2 separate regions of the Hordeum vulgare genome follow, and region 1 is linked to region 2. Evidence: chromatin contacts called from public Hi-C data. All regions are on one chromosome and are shown on one strand. Each heading gives the region's core, a stretch centred on a gene start, on an enhancer-like site or on the middle of the called end of the contact. The rest is flanking DNA. Distances are from core to core; before and after follow the strand shown. Region 1 holds the start of LOC123425721 (equilibrative nucleotide transporter 3-like). Region 2 holds the start of LOC123425720 (histone-lysine N-methyltransferase SETD1B-like).

Evidence for each region. A called contact is a pair of places that touch in the nucleus more often than the background predicts.
Region 1: a Hi-C map of leaf shows a contact between it and region 2, with 2.8 times the contacts expected there. The contact joins the promoter of LOC123425721 here to the promoter of LOC123425720 in region 2. A contact is called at or near these places in 4 of 6 Hi-C or Micro-C datasets (leaf and seedling) and 1 of 1 datasets of contacts at active chromatin or transcription factors (embryo).

Annotation. Positions count from the first base shown.
Region 1 is chr2H:174,373,797-174,377,549 of MorexV3_pseudomolecules_assembly, forward strand. LOC123425721 (equilibrative nucleotide transporter 3-like) reads left to right here and starts at 1,355. Exons shown (of 10, transcript XM_045109430.1): 1 at 1,355-1,603; 2 at 2,432-2,511; 3 at 2,618-2,722; 4 at 3,267-3,422; 5 at 3,518-3,661. The coding sequence starts at 2,470.
Region 2 is chr2H:173,927,770-173,931,223 of MorexV3_pseudomolecules_assembly, forward strand. LOC123425720 (histone-lysine N-methyltransferase SETD1B-like) reads left to right here and starts at 1,561. Exons shown (of 6, transcript XM_045109429.1): 1 at 1,561-2,825; 2 at 2,928-3,064. The coding sequence starts at 1,683.

The DNA.
Region 1 (3,753 bases), core at 105-2,604, 450 kb after region 2:
CACCACCGTTAATGCCTCCCTCACGAACTCCAACATGATGTCATGCCGAGCACCACCCGCAAAAGCCACCATCGAAAATTGCAGTGTTTCCTCTAAGTCCGCCATGGAACGGGTGCGTCGGGCGATGCACATCTCTGATGGGGGCGAGTTCTTCATGAACCGCACACACGAGACGCGGGATGCACAGACGCGGCCATTCCTCAACCGCGCCGGGCACGAAGGCGGCGGAGGTGTCAGGATAGGATCCCTACCCACGGGGAGACATGACGGTGCCTTGTCCTGGCCAGTCACCCGAGCCGCCACCTCACGCTGAAGCTCTTCCTCCGTGGACGGGATGTGAGGCCATTTGCATTCCTTGGAGCCGTGTCTCGGGTTGCCTCAATGGAAGCACACCATGGGATTGGTACAGTCCATGCGAAAGTGCTCTTCCTCGAAGCAATGAAAGTAGAGGCTCTCCATCTCCGGCGAAACCTTGCTCCACTCGCGAGCAGGCGGAGCGCCGTGCATCGCGGACTCGCCAAATCAACGACGCCTCCTCCACAACTACTTCTTTGATGGCGACGGCTGCGTCCAGATCTACTGCACAGAAGCCACAACAGGCGGCGGTTCACGGACGGGATCCACCAACGACGGGGGGACGCGGGCCTTCGAGCCATCGGAGCTCGACGAGAGGCTGAGGCCCGATACCACCGACCGCTCCCCAGACCGACGGGAGGAGGAGGTGACTGAACACGGGCTCGCCGCCATGAGCACGAGCAGGGAGAAGGACGGCCCGAAAGGGAGGAGAGCCATCGGAAGATGAGGGATTTAGGTGGCCGCTGGGGTCGGAGTGACCAGCAGCGGGGGGTGGACACCGACGCCGGAGTGGCAAACGGCGGAAGGAGCATGCACGCTCTCGCTTGCACAAACCATCAACATTGAAGTGTGTTACTATGAGCGGAGCAATATATGAGTCTAAGGTCATGATTGTTGGGTTAAGAATTGTAGTATTTTTCTCATCCGTTGCAAGTTGCAACACACCGATCCCTTTTTAGTACTCCCGTCCTTACTAAATATAAGTTTTTTTTTAAATTTCAATAAAAGACTGCATACGAAGTAAAATGAATAAATCTATATTTTAAAGTATGTCTAAATATATTCGGATAGTTTCTTAGTAAAATCTTTTAAAAAACTTATACTCCGTATTTAGGAACGGAGGGAGAGTATTAAAATAATTCCACAGACCCGCTCCGGTGTGGACTCGTAGTGGGAACACGTGCAGGACAGACCGTCTGAACGGCTACGCCGTCCGACTTTCCTATCCAAATAAAGTCGTCTCCGTTTAAGATTTCTCCCAGATGGATGAACTCATGCGCCGACTGATCCCGGTGCCCGCACGTCATACACGTTAGCCTGAGGAGGATACTCAAAGATTCCCCCCAACGAGCTGTCAACGAAAGTTAAAAGATTCCCACGTAAATCTCAACTGACATTCGTAAATCTCAACAGCTACTATATATACGGCCGCACGGTCCACAAGCCCACACAGATCCCGCCTCCTCTCCACGCCCTTGGCCGCCACCGCCGGCCGCCGCGCGCTCCGTGGTTGCTCCTCCTCCCTCCGGTCAGTGCTCTGCTCTCCCGTAACCTGCCTCTTCTTCCCCGAGTTCCTCATCCCATCACAGCCTTCCTTTTTTTTGTCCTCCAACCCGACGGCGACGGGGTCCAACAAACGAGGCCGGCTGGTACTGGACTCTCTTGGATTGGTTTCTCTTTTTTTTTTTCGGCAAGTAATCCTAGTGGTTTGATTGGAGTTGGATGGGTTGTTATTTTCTTTCACGGGTTTCTTGGGGATCGATTCTTTCTTTTCTCCGGCAGCGAGGAATCATATATCCCAAATCAATGCGCTATTACTTGCCGAATTGGTTGCCGCGTGCTGTCCGTACTCCGTAGTCCGGCCATCATCGTTCGGTCGTGTTCGCACGAGGCCGATCTGCGTTCACTCCGTAATGGAGTTCCCAAAGAAGACCACCGCCGAGACGAAGATGGCACGGCTCCAATCCTGACGGCGCTAAATCGGATTCATGGCGTGAATTGGCCACTTTTTTGGTCTCGATGCCCGGATTCCTACTACTACAGGTGACTGGGGAATTGGTGCCCGTGAAGGTTCAGACTCCAGTTTTAGATACCTGCGGATTTGGACACTTCTATGAAGTCGGATACCGAAATTAGTTTCTTGTTTTTTTATAGAAATGAATTAGTTTCTTGTTGTGTCCAAGTGTCTAGCATATTGCAATGAACTGTGTCGTCGAGCCAAAGTCTTTGCTTGGGCTGCGCAGACGTCCACTTCTTTCTCTGAAACTCTGACGAACGAAATCTTCAGGTGTTGAAACCCAGTTTCACGCCTTTTTCAGTCCTGATTTCTGAACCAGTTACATACAACTCTTTGCAGTGCTGCCTGCTTTGATTGGACAGGTGAACTTGGTTATCATGGGCCTCGAGGTGGCAGGTGGCGGGGAAGCTGCAGTTAAGGTATTTTCTTTCTTTCTGCAAGTTCATCTGATGGTTATTGCACTGTTCTCAACTTTGATTTGAGTGTTTTGTGCTGACTGCTGCTACTTTTGGCTGTGTCTGGCAGGGGAAGTTCTGGGGTATAGTTGTTTGTTTTTTCTTGGGAAATGGAAGCTTATTTGCCTGGAACAGTATGCTTACTATCGAGGATTACTATGTCTCTCTGTTCCCGGTATGTGTTTGTTTGTGAAACTCACTTGATATTTTTGATTGAAATCTGTATGCAAAAATGTGTCTCGTCTCCTTTCTCTGAATGTTGCAATAGATTATTTAATTGATGATCTGAATGAAGCCAGTAGTACTTAGTAGCATAATTCTATCACTTCTTTCTATATAAGCTAAAGTGTCCTTCTGGATTTGCTTGGACTGTTTGGGCAAATTAAGAATTACTCCCTCCGTTCCTAAATATAAGTCTTTTTAGGGATTTCACTAATGGACTACATACGGATGTATATAGACATACTTTAGAGTATAGATTCACTCATTTTGCTCCGTATGTAGACACCTAGTGAAATATCTTAAAAGACTTATATTTAGGTACGGAGGGAGTAGTAGTTACACTCATTTAATGACACGGCTTATCATTTCTACCTTACACTGTCTACCTTCTTAAACTGAGATGCCTTCGTTTTGCAGCATTTGTTGTGTTCCAAACATATTCAGATTTTATTATGTACATTGTACAATGACAATTGACCTACTATATCTGGCTGCAGGATTACCATCCAACAAGAGTTCTTACACTAGTATACCAGCCTTTCGCCTTTGGACTCACCTGCTTCTTTGCATACTATGAAGCAACGATGAATACCAGGAAGAGAAATCTTGCCGGTTTTGCACTTTTCTTCCTTAGCTCTTTCGCGTTAATATTGGTAAGTATATTATGTATTGCCTTTTGCCTGAAAGGAAAGGAATAATATTGATGTGCCAGTATGGCCACTCATGTAAATAATATTTCTTATTGTAGCTGGACGTTGGTACCAAAGGACATGGTGGAATTCCAGCATACATTGGTGTATGCATAATCAGTGCCCTTTTTGGGACATCTGATGCGCTTGTTCAAGGTGGCTTGGTTGGTGACCTTTCTTTGATGTGCCCGGAGTTCATTCAGGTTACTTTTTGGCTACTTTTTGGTCTATTTCTGTACTTTGTGATGATCGTGGTTTAACCTTTTTATGTCTCAGAATGAGAATAACTTACCTT
Region 2 (3,454 bases), core at 311-2,810:
CACATTTCCTTTACCCGGTTGATCATCTGCAATCACTTGCCGAACCAAAATGATCAAAGGGAAGAAGACTTTTTTGCATCTCATCAATTTGAAAAGCGCGAAACGAATCCATGTTGGCTTCCCCTTTCGTTAACCACAAAATCCTCAAACGTTTTTTAGCAATAGCACGTTCCTGGAAGTCCAAGAACATAATGTTTAAGGGTAACACACATCTAAACTCCCATGTTAGAGAGAACATGGGTCTCCCGAGCCACCTCTAGCCAAAAAAAATACCACACAATTTGCATTTGAACACTGCCAACCCAATGCTGACCCTAAGCTTGCAACTAACGAGTGGTGTTTCTAAATAGAGCATCCAACCGCTTATATGGATCCATAATGTCAAAATGTAGACTATTGCTAAATACAACGATAGAAAATGACTACAATGAAAAAGTAACTGTTTAAGAAACAAAATAAAAAAAAATCCAAAATTGTAAGTGAGAGCATCTTTAATTTGAACAAACTTATAACAAAAAATATCAATATTTATAATACCAAATCAATATCATTAGATTCTTATGGAACGTAGTTTCATATTACGCATACTTGGTATCGTAGATGATAATATTTTTTAATATAAATTTGATTAAACTTTGTAAAGTTTCACTTGACACAAATCTTATATGCGTAGTATAAAGGACAGGAATGAGTAAATGTTATTGATGAAAGTGGCACCTCGAATAAATATGTTTACCGAGAATAGAAAGGACTTGTCAGAAAAAACAAAAATGAAAAGCGCAAACGTCTACGCAATACTTCCTCCATTCCTAAATATAAGTCTTTCTAGATGTTTCACTAATGGATTACATACGGATGTACATAGACATACTTTAGAGTATAGATTTACTCATTTTGTTTTGTATGTAGACACCTAGTGAAATATCTTAAAAAACTTATATTTAGGTACGGAGGGAGTACATGAAAGAGAAGGGAAAAACTTACATGAAAATTAATTATATAAAATGAAAATAAAAGATAAAAATTCACATGAAATAAATTGGAGATGAAATTTTTTAACGGTTACGTTATTATTTTGTTTTATTTCAAGCACAGAGGGTAACGTTATCAAATTCGTAGTGTGTCGGAATGGTGAGGTAATTTTGCTGTAGCTTCCCTGGACGGCTGGACCGGGCCTTGCATGCAGCAGGGAATGGGCTGAACCCTTGTGAATGAGGGCCCATGTTCCATAACAGAGAGATCTTTAATGGACCGCCAACGCGATCCAGCTCACCCCTAAAAATACCCAACAATAAATACACGCAACACGATCTCACCCGTGCAGTGACCATCGAACGACACAGACGCCTTCCCTGTCTCCATTCCTTTTGACATTAACTAGCTTTCTTTTATTTCTTTTTTTAGAGGAGTAATAATAACCTTCCAATTAAAGCTTTCGTAATCCTCAAAAAAAAAAAAAAACTTTCGTATCCGACGCGGACGCTCCTCCCCCGCCTCGTGAGACGACCCTGTGACGCTCTCCCACGGAGGGCGGGACCCACATTGACACCCCCTTAACCCACCCCCTCTATCGAGGAGAGCCCCCTCGCAGAACCAGTAACCCGCACTGACCCCCGCTCCGATCTCCCCAATCCCCTCCAAATCCCTCGCCGGAACCCTAGCCCCGCGCCGCCGCCGCCGCCATGCCTCCGCGCCGCTCTAAGGGAGGGGCCGGGGGCCAGCCCGACTCCGAAGCCAGCGACGCCGAGCCCGTGGAGACCGCGGTCGACGCCATGTCCGAAGACGAGGCCGACGACGGCAACTCCAACGAGGACTCCGCTGAGAGCGGAGCTGACGATACGGACGGCGAGGCCTCCAAGGAGGAAGCCGCCGATACCAAGGCCGAGGAGATGGATGCGGAGCATGAAGAGGAAGCTGGCGCAACCAAGGCCGAGGAGATGGTCGCCGAACCTGAAGCCAATGGTGCAGATGCGGGGACCAAGGTCGAGGCGGCGGAGGCCAAGGTCGAAGAGGAAGCCGCCCAGAGCGACTCTGAGCGCAAGGCAGGTGCCCGAGAAGCCGATCCAGAAGCGGAGGCAGAGGAAACCGACGGCGAGAATGAAGAGCAAGCCGCTCGGACCGACGGCGGGAGTGGAGAGGAAGCTGCCGGGACTGTTGGCGAGGACGAAGAAGAAGCCGCCGGCACAGACGGCGACAACGCCGCTGAGGTTGGTGGCGAGAACGTAGATGCGGATTCTGAAGCCGAAGGTGAGGGTACTGATGCCGAGCCTGACGCTCTGGAGGAATCCCCTCCCCCCTCTCCTCCAGCCCGTAGCCGCCGCCGCAAGCGAGTGGTCAAACCCGACCCGCCTACTGAGGATGACGAGGAAGAGGAGACCCCTCTGCCTTCACGTCGGCGCCGGCGTCGCAAAGCAGGAGAACGTGGCGATTCTCCTCCGCCACTGCCGGATAACCTCCGGTGCCGCAGAAGTGATGGTAAGAAGTGGCGCTGCTCAGCTCGTGCACTCCCCACTGTCAGCTTTTGCGAGTATCATTATGCCAAGGCTAGCAAGGGCAAGAAACCGCCAGCCGATGGGGAGGTCCTTGCCGTGGCTCTCCAACGGCAAAAGAAGAACAAGAGAAAGGGAAGAAAGCGCTTAAATCTGGCGCCAGAATCACCAAAGGCCACAAGGGATCTCCCTAATGGATTGATGACAATTTCACCGGGGAGCAGTGGGCCGCTAGGCTCCCCTGTGACTACAAAGGTTGGAGTGGATATTCCCGCACCACTCCGGCGGTGCTACCGTTCCAAGAATGCTGAGCCAGTGCCTGTTGGCCCTGTGAAGGTCACCTAGCTAATCATTCAATATTCTTGATTGATAGTTTGATTTGCATTGTGTAATTTTGTGCTGAACCTGTTCTTATTGCTGATTTTTGTATGGATCTAGGTCGTTCCTCATGCAATGAGTAAAGCAAAGGCAGCACAGATGTCATGCCACCGTTGTGGGTTGAAGAAGGTAGCACGCGTTGTCAAGTGCAAGAACTGTGAAAACAAGTACTTCTGCAACAGCTGCATCAATAAATGGTTAGGTTTTCATTCTTTGTCAGTGGTATTATTTGCCTGCTTGGTTGCCTTGCTGAATTAATGACTTTATGCATGCTTTCAACTATGATAACTTGGTTACCCTGATTAACTACTCCATCTGTCCCACAAATAAGATGTTATTACAACCGATATACTCACATGTTGGTTGTAATAACATCTTATATTATGGGATGGAGGCAGTAGAAGAATGATTGGTCGAGGTTTAGGTTTGCATCATATCTGGTGATTTAGTGGATGCAGAAGAGTTGGGACTGAGAGGGACATAAATTTGCTTGAGTTCATGAATCATTTTCTGCTGTAGGCTTTGCGTGCTATACCATTTGATAAATGATAACTGAGGAAAAGTAGTTGCAAACATTTGGTTGAGTA